Linked DNA regions of Mus musculus: region 2 is linked to region 1. Evidence: chromatin contacts called from public promoter capture Hi-C data. All regions are on one chromosome and are shown on one strand. The core of a region is the stretch at or near the end of the contact, and the rest is flanking DNA. Distances in the headings are between cores, read along the strand shown. Region 1 holds the start of Dis3l2 (DIS3 like 3'-5' exoribonuclease 2). Region 2 holds the start of Dnajb3 (DnaJ heat shock protein family (Hsp40) member B3).

What was found. Promoter capture Hi-C pulls out the DNA fragments that hold promoters and counts their contacts.
Region 2: a contact with region 1 is called in a promoter capture Hi-C map of embryonic stem cells, with 5 times the contacts expected there. The contact joins the promoter of Dnajb3 here to the promoter of Dis3l2 in region 1. A contact is called at or near these places in 3 of 39 promoter capture datasets (the C10 cell line, embryonic stem cells and pre-B cells).

The regions. Positions count from the first base shown.
Region 1 is chr1:86,702,551-86,705,680 of GRCm38.p6, reverse strand. It overlaps Dis3l2 (DIS3 like 3'-5' exoribonuclease 2), which reads right to left and starts at 1,877. Exons shown (of 21, transcript NM_153530.2): 1 at 1,810-1,877.
Region 2 is chr1:88,204,056-88,207,016 of GRCm38.p6, reverse strand. It overlaps Dnajb3 (DnaJ heat shock protein family (Hsp40) member B3), which reads left to right and starts at 1,269. Exons shown (of 1, transcript NM_008299.3): 1 at 1,269-2,285. The coding sequence starts at 1,339. The coding sequence ends at 2,067. The region is part of intron 1 of Ugt1a10 (UDP glycosyltransferase 1 family, polypeptide A10); the gene reads right to left. All of the region lies in intron 1 of Ugt1a9 (UDP glucuronosyltransferase 1 family, polypeptide A9), which reads right to left. All of the region lies in intron 1 of Ugt1a8 (UDP glucuronosyltransferase 1 family, polypeptide A8), which reads right to left. It also overlaps Ugt1a7c, Ugt1a6b, Ugt1a6a, Ugt1a5 and Ugt1a2.

The DNA.
Region 1 (3,130 bases), core at 628-3,127:
CAGCAGAATCTGGACCCACGCCACTGCTCCAGCCCTCTGTCCTACCAGATTGTTCCATGTGGCCCCAGCTCCCTCTCTAAAGCTGTACCTTCTGTCCCTGGTCCTCTCCAGCCACTCTGCCAGCACAGGGTCTCTGCCCTGCTATCTTCAGTGAGACTGGAGCACTTCCTTTCCCACGCATCCCGAATCTCTCCATTCATATGCTGCATTTGTGACTTCCCTTAACATATCACAACTGCAGCTATATTGTCTGCTAAAGACAGAAGTCACATCTGAATTCATTCTTAACTCCACAGCCAAGCACAGCACCTGCTGAAGGACTGCTAAGGTCTTCCTACAGCTTAAGTCAAGCAGAGCATCAAAGACGGATAAGCTACACACACACACACACACACACACACACACACACACACACACACAGGGTTGGGGGGTCATACCATAGATAAAACATAGTAATTGGTTGCTGAGTAACCATTGTTTTTGCTGTCTCCTGACACAGCGCCTGCTACACATTAAACACTCAAAAATAAAGAATATCAGTCAAAGAGCAAAATTTCCACAAGACTCTTAAGTCTCACGTATTAAACAGTAACTCTGCTTAAACTGTTGTGTTTTACATAAAAATAAGACTGACTGCAGAAGCAAAAGATCTAGACGGGGTAAGAACATGGTGTGTTCTTAAAGAAATGGATCAGGATCAGAGTGACTTTAATTTTTTAAATAAGAACTAAACCACGTGAAAACGTTTCCCAAGCCCTAAAGAATATTATTTACAAAATTATTTCATTCGCTCAGTTCCCTCCAATACATAGTGTATCTATCCTTTAGAGGCAAATCAACTATGTTCCTAAAAGTCCCACCCCCTAACCTACTACACAGCACTGAATACCTACCACATAGATTGTATTTAATCATATGTCATCTTCTTGTTTTCCCAATGGTGGAATGTGTACAACCTCGTATGTCTTCTAAAACTTATTTCAAGTGCATTAACACTACAGGTGCTTAGTACTGAAACTAAATGATACCATTTTCAATGATGAATCTCAAAAGGCTCCTGAATTTTATTCCTAAATAATTCTGCAAATTGTTCACAGCTATGTTTTCACGCCATCATTCTATTAAGAACAGCAATGTCTAAGGTCTTTTTGGTGTCACTTGTCCAAACTCAAAAGAGGTTTTCGGTGCCACTGTTATCTTTTGAAGTGTAAATCAGAGATATATTTACACCTGGCCCTATTTAACGGAGTAAATTTTACTTGCAATCTTTCCCAAGATTAGTCAGGTCCCAGGACGTCCCTTCTGTATAAAACTGGACACCACAACAGCTAAAATACAATATACTGTCCACAGCTCATTCCTAACTGCAAAGCTAACTCCCGGGGAAATAAATGCTCGGTTCAAAGCGTATAGACACCTGATAAAGTCTATATCACTTTGGAAAGCTCGGGTGATCAGCAAGCGCTGCCGCTCATCACTCCGGAGGCACCACAAGCCTATCAGCCTCCATCAGGACCCACGAGAGAACACGTCCCCAGGTGCCCCAAGCCTCGGAAAGTCGCGGCTTCCCAGACACCGACTCCAGTCCCCTCTCCCTCCTCTCGCACTGAACTGAAATATAAAAAGTTAGGGCCCACGGGGCGTGAGGAGCCTGAGGCCGGGTCGGGGCCGGCGGAAGGCGACCAGAGGCGCCGCGGTCGGGCGCCCCGTGAGGCTAGGACGCACGGTCCCGGCCGCGAAACGCGGCGCGGAGGGAAGGCCAGGCCGGACGGCCGGGGCGTGCGCAGGGGGAGGGGGCAGGAGCCTCACCGTCGCTCCCGGGAGGCCGGCGGCGCCGCAGACCCGCAGTTGCTAGGGAGAATGCGCTTCCGGGTCACGAGCGAGCGTTCCGAGAGCGACGGTGGCCGGGTTGAGCCAAGAGCGAAGCGCGGGGCTAGTGGGCGGTGGAGGCGGTGGTCGCTGCAGGACCACGGGATTGAATGAGGGGCGGTACGAGGCTCATCCCGCGTGGGCGGCTCCCGCCTTAGCGACAGCAGCCTTTCTGACTGGGGTCCCTCTCGCGCTATCTGGATCCTAAACCCACCACCCAGCCGTTGTCACGTTGCAGGTTCCACCTGACTTTTGGATGCTCTCAGCACCAACGCCACCACCTTCCTAGTTACCAAGTCTTTATTCATCCAAGCATTGGCCCATCACTCCTTCACTGGACACCTGTACAGGACTAGGTGCATTGTTGGCACGCGCAGGCTGGTAACCAGAGAGGTGACAGTGTCCAGCTAGCTCAGATGAGCGAAGGAAGCTATAAAGCCTGTGCGAGAAAGGCTAGCCTAGGCAAAAGAAGAGAAGAGCAAAGAAACCTCAACCAAGTGGAGGGGGAGAGAAAGTGGGTCAAGCCATGGAATACCTGCAATGTGGTGTTAAGGCTGCAGGAAGGCAGCATGGCCTGATAGGCAAATGGATCAAAAATTGAAAACATGAGGACTCTGAACCACAGAGAAGGAAACCCAAAGAGCGTCCTGGGAAGTATGAAAAGGAAACAAACAAACAAAAAAAGTTAGTGAGGAGCTGGTCACAGCTGCCAACTGTTGTGGAGATCATGTGTTCAGTGATGCCAGTAGAATAATCAAAATTCAATACTACAATGTCAAAGTAGGGAGTGGAGTGCACTTCATTGGACTGTGAGTCTTTTCATGATTGGTTTAACCAGCTGTCTACGTGTGAAGGAGGCAGCTTCGTTTTTCTCCATGTAGCGTCAAGAAAAGAAGATATGGGAAACTTCTGGATTTCTTCCTGCTTTAAGAAGCCCCACCTTGGTATAACTTCCATGCTTGCTTAAGGAATGAGCCTGCGGATTCTTATTTTATTTTATTTTTTCTCGCTCCTCCTCAGATCCTTTCAGAACCCTTAGACAAACTTGCGTGTAAGCAAACCTTGCCTGTTCTAACTGCAGAGAATAAATGGCAGAGGTTTGGGGATTCTGTGACTAGTAAGCAGGATAGTGGAAACAGGGATGGGGAAATCCAGTAGAGACAAAGAACAAAGGATTGGAAAAACAAACAAACAAACAAATGGGGTATGGGTGGGGGGCAGAAATGGGAGGTGAGCTAAGAAAACCAAAAATAAACTCAAG
Region 2 (2,961 bases), core at 20-2,519, 1.5 Mb before region 1:
TTCTGATTAGACCTAGTACCCTTCATGATAGAATCTTTAAACATTTACTGGTTAACCATTTCCTTTAGAACTAAGTAATCTTTAGAGATACATGTTGCCTCACCACTGATCAAATAAGGTAATACAGTGGTTTTTGTTTGTTTGTTTTTTAAAAAAAAGCCCTCAAGAAAGTGGGGATAAAAGCAAGTGTCAAGCAAAGGCAGAAGGAAGGCCAGAGTCATACTACAACAGTATTAGTGGCAACAAGAACATTTCACCTAAGGTGCTTCAAAAACAGCCACAAGTTCCAATTATTTTTGTTCAGAACAACAATGGTTCTCCAAGTATAAACTAGAACCCTGAAGATCCCCCAAGGACCTTTCAGAGGAATGTTACAAGGTTGAAACTATTTCCATTAACAGAAATATTAACTTTTAAAGATCTAATTTTCTCATAGGCATATGGTGGAGTTTTCCAAAGGTTACTCTATGAGATCAAAATAGATTGCAGAAGAATCCAGCTCTATGAAGCCCAATGCTGGAGTGATTTGAAGAACACAAACACACATCACCCTTCTGAAGTTTTGTTTTGAAGAAGTTATTTTCTCAGAACATGTTTTATGCTAGTGTGTATTTAATAGATATGTTTTTCATTGCTTTACTTTCTCTTAGAGCCATATAAATGAAAGGGGGGGGGATGTCCTATGGCCAAAAATGTTTAAGAACCTGAGTCCTTCACAAGCCACTGTCCTTCAGACCAGGCTCAGGGTCAGACAAAACATAATCCTGACAACCTTCCTAATTTCCTGCCTGGCTGACGAAAAGACAGCTTGGGGCAGGGCACAAAAATCCATTTAAAAAATCCAGTTTTGTGAGGCACACTTGTGCCACAATGCACGATGCTGAGGCAGCAGGGCATTACTGCAAGTTTAAGGCCAGTCTGAGCTACACAGCCGGGGAGAGAAGGGCGAGCAGCATCAGGAGAAGAGGGAAAGGAGAAGAGTGAAAAAAAGGAGAGGTAGAGAGAAGGCGAAGGTGCGGGGAAGGGTGAAATAGTACTTTTCTATAGCAGCCAGAGTCAAAGCCTCTCTCCCCTAAGTCGTCCTTTGTTCGCCCTACCATAGGACAACCCAATCACCACTGCAAGGATACTAGACTCGGTCCTGTCTTTAAGCGTCACTGAGCATCTCTGGGAGCACAACGGATCCCTGGGCCCTCCATTCTGATAGGCTGAGGCACCGCCCGCCTCCGCCAATGAGAGACGTTTGCGTCACAAGGGAGTGTGGCGCCGGCCGGTAGGCGGGCGTTCAGCAGCTGCCACCGCCGCTCCAGCGCCGAGGCCGCGGGCCGGCCAGCCGCCATGGTGGACTACTACGAGGTGCTGGGCGTGCCGCGGCAGGCCTCAGCCGAGGCCATCCGCAAGGCGTACCGCAAGCTTGCGCTCAAGTGGCACCCGGACAAGAACCCCGAGCACAAGGAGGAGGCCGAGAGGCGGTTCAAGCAGGTGGCGCAGGCCTACGAGGTCTTATCGGACGTCCGCAAGCGCGAGGTGTACGACCGCTGCGGCGAAGTGGGCGAGGTGGGCGGAGGCGGCGCGGCGGGCAGCCCGTTCCACGATGCCTTCCAGTACGTCTTCTCCTTCCGAGACCCCGCGGAGGTCTTCAGGGAGTTCTTCGGGGGCCACGACCCTTTCTCCTTCGACTTCTTCGGGGGAGACCCCCTTGAGAACTTTTTTGGGGATCGGAGGAGCACCCGTGGAAGCAGAAGCCGAGGGGCTGTACCCTTCTCTACCTCCTTTACCGAATTCCCAGGATTTGGGGGTGGCTTCGCTTCGTTAGATACTGGATTCACATCCTTCGGTTCTCCAGGAAACTCGGGCCTTTCTTCTTTCTCCATGTCTTGCGGCGGTGGGGCGGCAGGCAACTACAAGTCGGTGTCAACCTCCACCGAAATAATTAATGGCAAAAAAATCACCACCAAGAGAATCGTTGAGAATGGTCAAGAAAGGGTGGAAGTGGAAGAAGATGGAGAGTTAAAGTCCCTGATAATTAATGGCAAAGAGCAGCTGCTTCGCATCAATACTCAGTAAAGACTAAAGTGTCTTTTAAGGACTATCAGGACTTTTTTGTTTAAACGCGTTTTCAAGGGAACTCTACTTTCAGAACAACTGTATTCCAGACATTATATGCAGCTCATGTCGGTGCCTCTTGTTATTGTTGGGATCGCAGGGATAGGATCTCTCTTGGTCTTTATGCCTGTTGTAAATATCTGTATGCCTTTGGCACTTATTAAACTTAATCCTGAGGCAGACCACTGTTATGTTCTAGTGCTAGGAAACACTGTTCACAACACCTAAAACCACACAATCTCCATTTTGTTGAACATTCGACTCAGAGCTTTCCTTGAACTTTATAGCTCCACTTCCCCACATGCGCACCAAGGTGAAAGATGGGCATATATTGAGTCTTTCGTTTAAGATAGCTAAGTTGAAAAGAGTGGCTTTTAGTTTACCTAAAGTCATGCTGACATAGGAACAGTTGACTACTGTTTAAATGAAAGGCTAAAACTAAGCAGCTAAACTGAAGAAAGTAGACTTAAGTATATTCTTGTTATTGCTGCAACAAATTACCACGAACTTGGTAGTGTGTATATCACACTTATTCTTCCCATGTTTTGTAGAAGTCTGAAATTCACTTCAATGGGCAAAAAGGAGGATTCCTAGGATAGTGCTCTCTCTGAAGGTTTGGGGTTATGTTTATCAGTCAAGGTCTCAACATTTGGCTGGTTAGTGCCTAAGTTTGTTCTACAACAGTGGAAGATGCTGGAAGTGAGAAGTGCCTTTTGAAGGATATACAAGCTCCTTGGTTGTATATATATATGCAATAGAGTCCATTCTATACCACAGTTGGGTGCTTCCTAGACCTCGCAGAAGATGTTGCCTTTAGAGAATACAACACAGAATAATCTACCTCACTTCAGTGTT